Regions from separate parts of the Mus musculus genome. Here region 1 is linked to region 2. The links are chromatin contacts, called in public HiChIP or PLAC-seq maps. All regions are on one chromosome and are shown on one strand. Each heading gives the region's core, a stretch centred on a gene start, on an enhancer-like site or on the middle of the called end of the contact. The rest is flanking DNA. Distances are from core to core; before and after follow the strand shown. Region 1 overlaps Dapp1 (dual adaptor for phosphotyrosine and 3-phosphoinositides 1). Region 2 overlaps Dnajb14 (DnaJ heat shock protein family (Hsp40) member B14).

Region 1 (4,089 bases), core at 1,582-4,081, 82 kb before region 2:
TGAACTAAACCGATGCTGGTTAGAAATTGGAAGCACGCAGTCTACAGAGGAGGGATGGAATAAAGACCTACCCGCCTGTGAGCTTTACATCTCTTGAGGTACGGGACTCTTTCCTGTGCCCACAGCGGTAGGTTTCCACTAGCAAGCATGGCCTAAGGCAGCTAATCCTAGCCAGCATTTTCTGAGGCACACATGAGCAATCAGAGCAAGTGCATAGTCGACTCAATGTCCTGAGGAGAGGGAGCCTCCAGAGGGAATGCTGGCTTTGCGATCCTTGACCAGCCACTCTGAGGAACTTTAGGCTCTTACCCACAGAATGTTTTGCCCTTTGTCACACTCTTTGGGGAATGATGCTGTAACACTGCAGGCTGCCCTGGGAATGAACACAAGCAACTTGTAGTGAGGAGATACAATTTCTACTCCTATCTCCAGTCAGTGACTGTGTCCCTCATCTGCTCCCAGTATCTAACGTCTCTGGGCATGTGGCTCTGTCTCAGGGTCTGCTCTGTGAGTCTCTCCGTGTGGGACTGCTATGTTCTTTGCCTCTGTCTCGTAGATGACTGTGCCTCTCTGTGTATGCTTGCTAAGTCACTACTTATCGTTCCTGGCCGCACACAGTACACATACTTCTGCTGACTGTGTGAGAGGTGAGATATGTGATCTCCAGCTCCTTCCCTACCCCCCTCTTGCTCTTTCTTCCTTTACTGTTTTTCAATCTCTCCCCTTCTTTAGTTTCACTTGGAGGTGGATCCTGTTGAGAGAAGCCCCCCGCCCTTTTCTCTTTATTCATTCTTTCCCTTATCTGCTCAAAGTTGGTTCAACTATGTAACCTAGCCTGGCCTTGGTCTCCCAATGCTCCTGTCTTGCTCTCCTGGGTGCTATGATCACTGGCCTGCACAGCATGTCCTTTTGTATCTCTGTCTGTCTCTCTTTGACTCCCATATTTCCGAGTCTCTGCCTCTCTTCTTCCATCTGTCTTCGTGTTTCCATTTTCCAGCACTTCCTGCCTTATCATCAGACTTCAAGCACAGGTTGATCCTGCTCTCTAAGTACCTCTGTGTTGGGGTTGGTCTTGTGCTCTGTGTATTGAGATGCTGAGTTCTGTGCCCCAAGATCAGGTTGTAGTCTGGACATAGGCATTGTATTGACCAACGTGCTATAAAGAATGATCCCCTGGTCAGGAGGGAGAGGGTGGGACTGGAGATCAAGAAGGGGGTGGAAGGGAGGGTCTCAGGTAGGGACCACGAGGAGAAGGAAAAAAAGATGGGGGAAGAAGAAGGCTTCCAAGAGTCAGAATAGACTATGAGGATGGACCATGAGCACGAGGCCAGGAGAAACTTGCCCTGAGGACACACATGGAGCAGAGCAAATAGAGCTAGACTCAGGTTGGCCTATGGGTGTGATGTAGGTTAAAATAGTTCAGAACCTGTCCAGTTTAGGCTTACAGACTGCTATACAGGGTTAGAGCGGGGCAGAAACCCCTCATAAAAATACTTCTACACTTCTCCTTTCAGCACTGCTTTGTTTGTTTGTTTGTTTGTGAGCTGAGGTTTAGCACCCAGCTTTAGTGGGTAGATATCTGCATGCTATGCTTCTGCCAGGTCTGTTTCCTAAAGCTTTGGACAACTAGGCTCACCATTCAGCCCTGCTAGTAAGGTGGATAGGCGGGACACTTAAGCAGCGATGTGGAAAGTCCCAACCTTGCTGATTCCATCACCGAAAACTCCCGGCTGGAAAGACCGTGGGGAGGCTCAGCCTCCCCCGGACAGTGCGCTGCACCTACCTGAGCTGTTTTTGAACTTCCTCAACCCTGTGGGAAGCTTCTGCTTGCCTCCTTCTACTTGAGAAGTGAAGTTCCACCCTATGGAACACAGTCTTGTCTTAGATACAGCCTGACTGTAGTACAACAGCCCTGAAAGCTCTGGTGCTAAATGAGAGGTGTCTTATTCTACACCGGCAATTTCTGATGACACCAAGAGCTCAAGAGCTTAGCCTTTCCCACAGTTGAAGCATCCAGCACTGACTCTAAATACAGGTACACAAGTGAGATCAACATCCGACCAGTCTGGTGGAGCAACTCAGGAGCTAAAGTCAGGTGAACCCAAGTGAGAGCAGCTTGGATGGGGAAAGCCCGGTGGAGACAGCTCATGTTTCCTGTTCACAGGGAATGTGAAGCCAAGCTGTAGGTTCAATCACAGATCCATCATCTGTGTCATGGCCTTAGAGAAGGAGAGACACATTATCCATCTGTCCTTGGGGCCCAAAGACTTCAGAGGGTGTCACTGTCTTTCTAAAATGAGAACAATTTTGAAGCAGGAAAAAAAAAAAAGAAAAACTTTTTTTTGAGTATATATGTCCCTTTATAACTCAATATAAACAGAATCCAAGTTCCAGGTCACTTCTCTTTGCCAGGAATGGAGGTGTACAGTGAAATATATTAATAATCTGTAGGCAAGACATTTTCTCGATGAGAAATGAATACTCTAGAGCTGAGGGCTTTGCTTAGTAGAGCATTTACCTAACATTCGCAAGGCCCTGGGTTCAATGCCCAGTACAGCCAGGAAGGAAGGAGGGAAGAGAGGAGGAAGGAAGAGAGGGAGGAATGGGAAAAAATGTCTTAAATGAGGCCACAAACCACCAGTTTTTCTGTTATTTTGCTTTACTCCCCAGCATGGACCCTGTGCTTCCGCTAGGCATTCTGCTGTCCATACACAAACCGACCCCAGCGTCTTAGCTTGTGCTCTTTCCTCTTAGAGATGCCCTCTCTCACTCCCTAATGGATCAGACATCCATAGTCGAGCCCAGAGCGCGATCGATCATCTCCCGCCATCAAGCTTCCCTGGCTCTGTCCTTCCTTCCATGAGATCCAGCAGCACACAGCCCGAGGTCGGCAGCCACAGGGGATCTCTGACTGCTAACCCGCAGATCCTTTTTCTTTTCTCTATGGAAACCCAGAAACTACTTCACCTTGCCCTTTTCCCCAGATGCCAAAGATCGAAGTCAAGCCATTAGGGCTACTGAAGGAAGTTTCTTAGGATGTTCACGTTTCTCAGATTCTTAGCAGGGTAGAGATCACTTGAGCCTCCACAGTCAGGGGGCTGGGGACAAGAATATACATTTCAACCAAGACCTCGGGCTAGCCCAAATTTTGAGTAGCAAGATTTTGTATTGATTTCCAACAGCAACTCATTAGTGGTTTGTCTGGTAGTGAATTTAGTGGTTTATATAAATATTTGTGCAAAATAAATATCAAAATGATTTAAGTAAATAGCATATAGAAAGATATTTTTCCTTGTAACTTGTTTTTTTTTTTTTTTTTTTTTTTTTGGAGTGTGATTTTAACGTACTGTGAGTTACCTCAATAATTTTAAAGTCTTTCCTTCAACGGACATAGCATAAACAAGACATAAACTTAGACCAGCAAATTAAAATATTAAAACCCAAAGGATAAAACACCTTGGTGTTTCTAGCATGTTGGAACAGTCTCCTAGAAGGTTCCAGCATGAGGAGGCACTGGGATGAAGGCAGGAGGAGCAGAGTTGAGAAGGAACTTCCGGATCCAGCCTGCCTGTGTTCTCTGTGGTTGAGTTTATTTCCTGTATCTCCGAGAGGCAGTTATGAAAACTATTTAGTGGGTGGGTGTTTCCTAATTTGCTGCCTTATCATGGGAGAGATAAGGCCGCTGTTTCCTTCAAGGTCAACTGCTAGTTTTGATATTCTTATAAACCCAATGCAAGTATTCTGCTCTAGTCTATAATTAGATTAACATCTTTACTCTTACTGCCTCTGACCTTGAGACACAACTGTAAAAATCTATAAGCCATAGGAATAAAACGTGACTATAACACGGTGCCTTCTAAAACAGTTACCAGCAGTAGTTTCTTCTTTTCATTTCTTTAGAGAAAGTAAGACCAAAAGTCTTGGAGTTGGAAAATAAAACTTATTCAAGACTGCATAGTCACGTGTCACCAGCGGCTAGGAGAATGTCTGGCGTGTCAGTGATAAGAGAATTGTGGTTTGTTCTCTTGCAAAAGTTAAGGAACTGGGGAAATTGTATAACAGAAGACAGCATCTCAATACATGAAAATA
Region 2 (3,736 bases), core at 222-2,721:
GTTTACTTTCTGCTGTTGGGACCAAAAGGAACTTGGAGAGGAAACCGTTCATATCAGCTTGCCCGTGAATCTGTTACCGAGGGAAAACTGGACAGGAACTCAAGCATACGCACACCATGGAGGAACCCTGCTCACTCACCCCGGCTCACGCGTGATCAGCCAACTTTCACAATACAACCTAAGGCCACCTGCCCAGGGGCGGCACTGCCTGCTGAGGGCCAGTGTGCTAGTTACAGTTACTATTGCTGAGAAGAACACCATGACCCTAAGCAAGTTGGGGAGGGAAGGGTTGATTCCACTCACAGATCCATCCAGCAGTTCATCATCAAAAGCAGAGAAGGCAGAAATTTAAACAGAGCAGGAACCTGGAGGCAGAAGCTAATTTGGAGGCCGTGGAGGGTACTGTTTCCTGGCTTGCTCCCCATGGCCTGCTCATCCTGCTTTCTTATAAAACCCAGGACACCAGCCCATGGATGGCGCCATCCAATGGTGGGCCCTCCCCCATTGATCACTAATTAAAAAAAATTTTTTTAAATGCCCTACAGACAGATCTTATGGAGGCATTTTCTCAATTGAGATCATCTCCTTTTAGATAACTGTAGCTTGTGTCAAGATGGCATAAAACTAGCCATCTCCCATATCAATGAACTCTCAAACTGGGCTCTCCCATATCAATGAACAAGGAAGACAATTCCCCCCAGATATGGCCACAGGTCAACACTATCTAGGCAAACCCTCCATTGAGATTGCCTCTTTCTACATGTTGTGTCAAGCTGGCCATACGAACTAGCCAGGACAATCAATTATCCACATCCAGTCATGTTCCACATAAATTCCTTACCTTACGTGGTGACTTGAATAGGAATGCCCCCCCCCCTCCATCTCTATATTTGAATACTTGGCCATTAGGGAATGGAGCTACTTGATAAGAGATTAGGAGGTGTGGCCTTGCTGGAGTAGGTGTGGCCTTGTTGGAGGAAGTGTGTCACTCGGGGTGGGCTTTGGGTTTTCAAATGCTTAGGTCAGGCCCACGTTTTGTTCTTGAGGCCTGCAGATCTAAATGTAGAATTCTTAGCTACCTCTCTCTCCAGCACCATGTCTGATGCATGCTACCATGCTTCCCTCCAATGAAGGCTAACCCTCTACAACTGTAAGCAAGCCCCAACTAAATGCTTTTTTAAAATAAGGACTGCAGTGGTCATGTGTCTCTTCACTGTAATTTATCTTCCTTTAATTTAAAGAACTGAAAGACCGGGCTCCCACACCTGTAATCCCACACTCTGAGAGAGGCTAGAGCAGGAGAAGGAGTTTAGGCTCAGTCTTGGCTTCCAAGCAGGACCTAGTCTAAAACAAACGAACAAACAAACAAACAAGAACAACTGAAAACAAAAGCAAAAGGACAGAAGAGACTCTGAAACTCCAGCCTTTGTAATTCAAATGAGACAGAGCTGCACAGAAAGGGGTACCAGATGTAGCTATAATTGCCTGGTAGATTCCGAGATGACCTTTTATGTTTAAATACAAGGTAGTTCTTTTACAATGATGCATTAAAAACTTCCAATAAAGCTTATTTTCCTCAATTTTTAAATGTTTTTCAACTCAATGACACAGAGCTCGGCGGCTCCACTGCCTGTTTGCTAGTTAAACAAGTTTCCTTCAATCTTCCTGTGAGTTTACACTTACGCAAGGGATGCAGGATCATTGCGTGGCTTCTCCCCACTGAACCCTGCTGTTACTGAGCAACTTGTTTGCATAATCGCCTTCTCTATCAAGACAGAGGACTTTCCTGAGGAAAATCCCCTGAGTCTAAATAAAACAAAACACCAAACGACAAGATGCAGGTTCTGACCTCTCATCTGCTACCTCACTGGGCCACATTTAAGAAGTCTACTATGAATATGTACACACTATGCAACTAGGCAACTTACATACAACGGACTGACTGAAATATTTCAAATAACTTAGGGATTTGCTTAAAAGAATGGTTCATAATTATATAAAACATTCCACAAGGGGATTTTATATATACATTTTATATTATATACAATGTATATTATGTGGAATTTAAGATATAGTAAATCAATCAATCTATAATACAGGTAATACTTCTAAAGCAGCTGGTCTATCAGGAATTGTGATCGTAAGTACGGCTGGACCCTCAACGTGCACTCACTCCATCCCATCCGTAAAGACTCTTCCTACTCTCCTCAGCTTTCAACCTCATCGACAGTGTCACCTCCAGTCTCAGGGACAGACAGAAGCTTGCTCAGGGCTCTGCTGGCCAACTCTGATGGCATAGCTGCTCCGGCTATTAGCTGTCAGTGTTTTACTCTCAGGATGTGCCATCCCCTTCTCCCACCTACTACAGGCAAGTCCTGTGGCTGGGAGAAAAACAAAAGCAAACACACACACACACACACACACACACACAGACAAATAGACACACACACACACACACACACATGCAGACAAATAGACACACACACACACACACACACACGCATGTACACATGGGCATGCACACATGCATACTCAGGCCAGTGCTGAAATAAATATATTTCTTTTATTTATTTAACTTCCTCTCCTGTGTATACTCTCACACATGTATTCTCTCTCCCACACACACAAACACACACACACACACACACACACACACACACAGGTAGAGGAGAGGATATATAGATTTAAAAAAGTAACAGCAGCCGGGCATGGTGGCCCACGCCTTTAATCCCAGCACTTGGGAGGCAGAGGAAGTCGAATTTCTGAGATCGAGGACAGCCTGGTCTACAAAGTGAGTTCCAGGACAGCCAGGGCTATACAGAGAAACCCTATCTCAAAAACAAAACAAAACAAAACAAAAAAGTAACAGCAAATCTGGAATATTATCATTGTCCAAAACTTACAACTATAGTTTTGTTTCTTGGTGACACTTCCAAGCCAATAGGTAATTCTATTCTGCAAGGTGAAAGGGGTAGTCACAAAAATCACATACAATTAAAGTTGTAATAAAAAAAAAAAATTCAGGGGGTGGGACAGCTAGAGTGATGTCTCAGTGTTTAAGAGAACTTGCTGCTCCTGCAGAGGACCCAGGTTCTGTTCCAAGCATTCTTTTCTGGTCTCCACAGGAACCAGGCATGCATGTAATATATATATATATATACTCATACATAAAACATTCACACATATAAAATAAAAGTAAATAAATCAAAAAAGAAGGAAGGGAGAATCCGTGAAGAGTGGTCTCCTAATGTAATGTGAAGCACACAGGAAATACAGCTTGGGTTGGGGCTGAGTTTTCCTATAGCGTTTCCCAAAGTCGACTTTGGCCCAGTGCAGTGCTATGGAAGTGATCAGCAGTTTCACTTAAGGCCTTGGAAGTGCTTGCTACCATCACAGCAGTCAAAGGTGCTCCTCCATGGTTTTATCCTGATTCAGGAATCTGTTTCCCTCACTATGAATTCGGACACAATGATACAACCAACCTTCAGCATTCACACAGAGAGGAAAGAGAGGAGATCCAAATATATTGATATTAGATTCAAGACACGGTGACAAGTCACTCTCCTTACTAGACAGACTCTGAGTCTCAAGGTATATGCCATACAAACCATGTTGGGGAAAACAAAGGGAAAAGACAGAAAAGGAAGACACATAGGACGAGGGACAAAGGCCACCTCTGCTGAGTTATTTGGCTCTTTTTCGCTTGTGTTAGTTCAATCCGATCTCCCTGAGAATC

The links. HiChIP or PLAC-seq counts read pairs in DNA pulled down with a chosen protein or histone mark.
Region 1: an H3K27ac HiChIP or PLAC-seq map of embryonic stem cells shows a contact between it and region 2, with 6 read pairs. The contact joins two enhancer-like sites. A contact is called at or near these places in 1 of 39 promoter capture datasets (liver), 1 of 15 datasets of contacts at CTCF or cohesin (CD8 T cells), 10 of 484 Hi-C or Micro-C datasets (B cells, CD4 T cells, ECoMG myeloid progenitors and 6 more), 5 of 115 datasets of contacts at active chromatin or transcription factors (CD8 T cells, bone marrow-derived macrophages, effector CD8 T cells and 2 more) and 3 of 9 other capture datasets (adipose tissue, liver and pancreatic islet).

The regions. Positions count from the first base shown.
Region 1 is chr3:137,968,878-137,972,966 of GRCm38.p6, reverse strand. The region is part of intron 1 of Dapp1 (dual adaptor for phosphotyrosine and 3-phosphoinositides 1); the gene reads left to right. All of the region lies in intron 2 of Gm19708 (a long non-coding RNA gene), which reads right to left. Among named protein-coding and RNA genes, the nearest start is that of Dapp1, 11 kb to the left of the region's middle. Within about 2 kb of position 2,831, at least 118 of the 459 cell types and tissues checked have an H3K27ac peak or open chromatin away from gene starts, as enhancers often do. A contact at or near this core is called in embryonic stem cells, where this site is marked.
Region 2 is chr3:137,886,171-137,889,906 of GRCm38.p6, reverse strand. All of the region lies in intron 2 of Dnajb14 (DnaJ heat shock protein family (Hsp40) member B14), which reads right to left. Among named protein-coding and RNA genes, the nearest start is that of Gm40155, 9.9 kb to the right of the region's middle. Within about 2 kb of position 1,471, at least 14 of the 459 cell types and tissues checked have an H3K27ac peak or open chromatin away from gene starts, as enhancers often do. A contact at or near this core is called in embryonic stem cells, where this site is marked.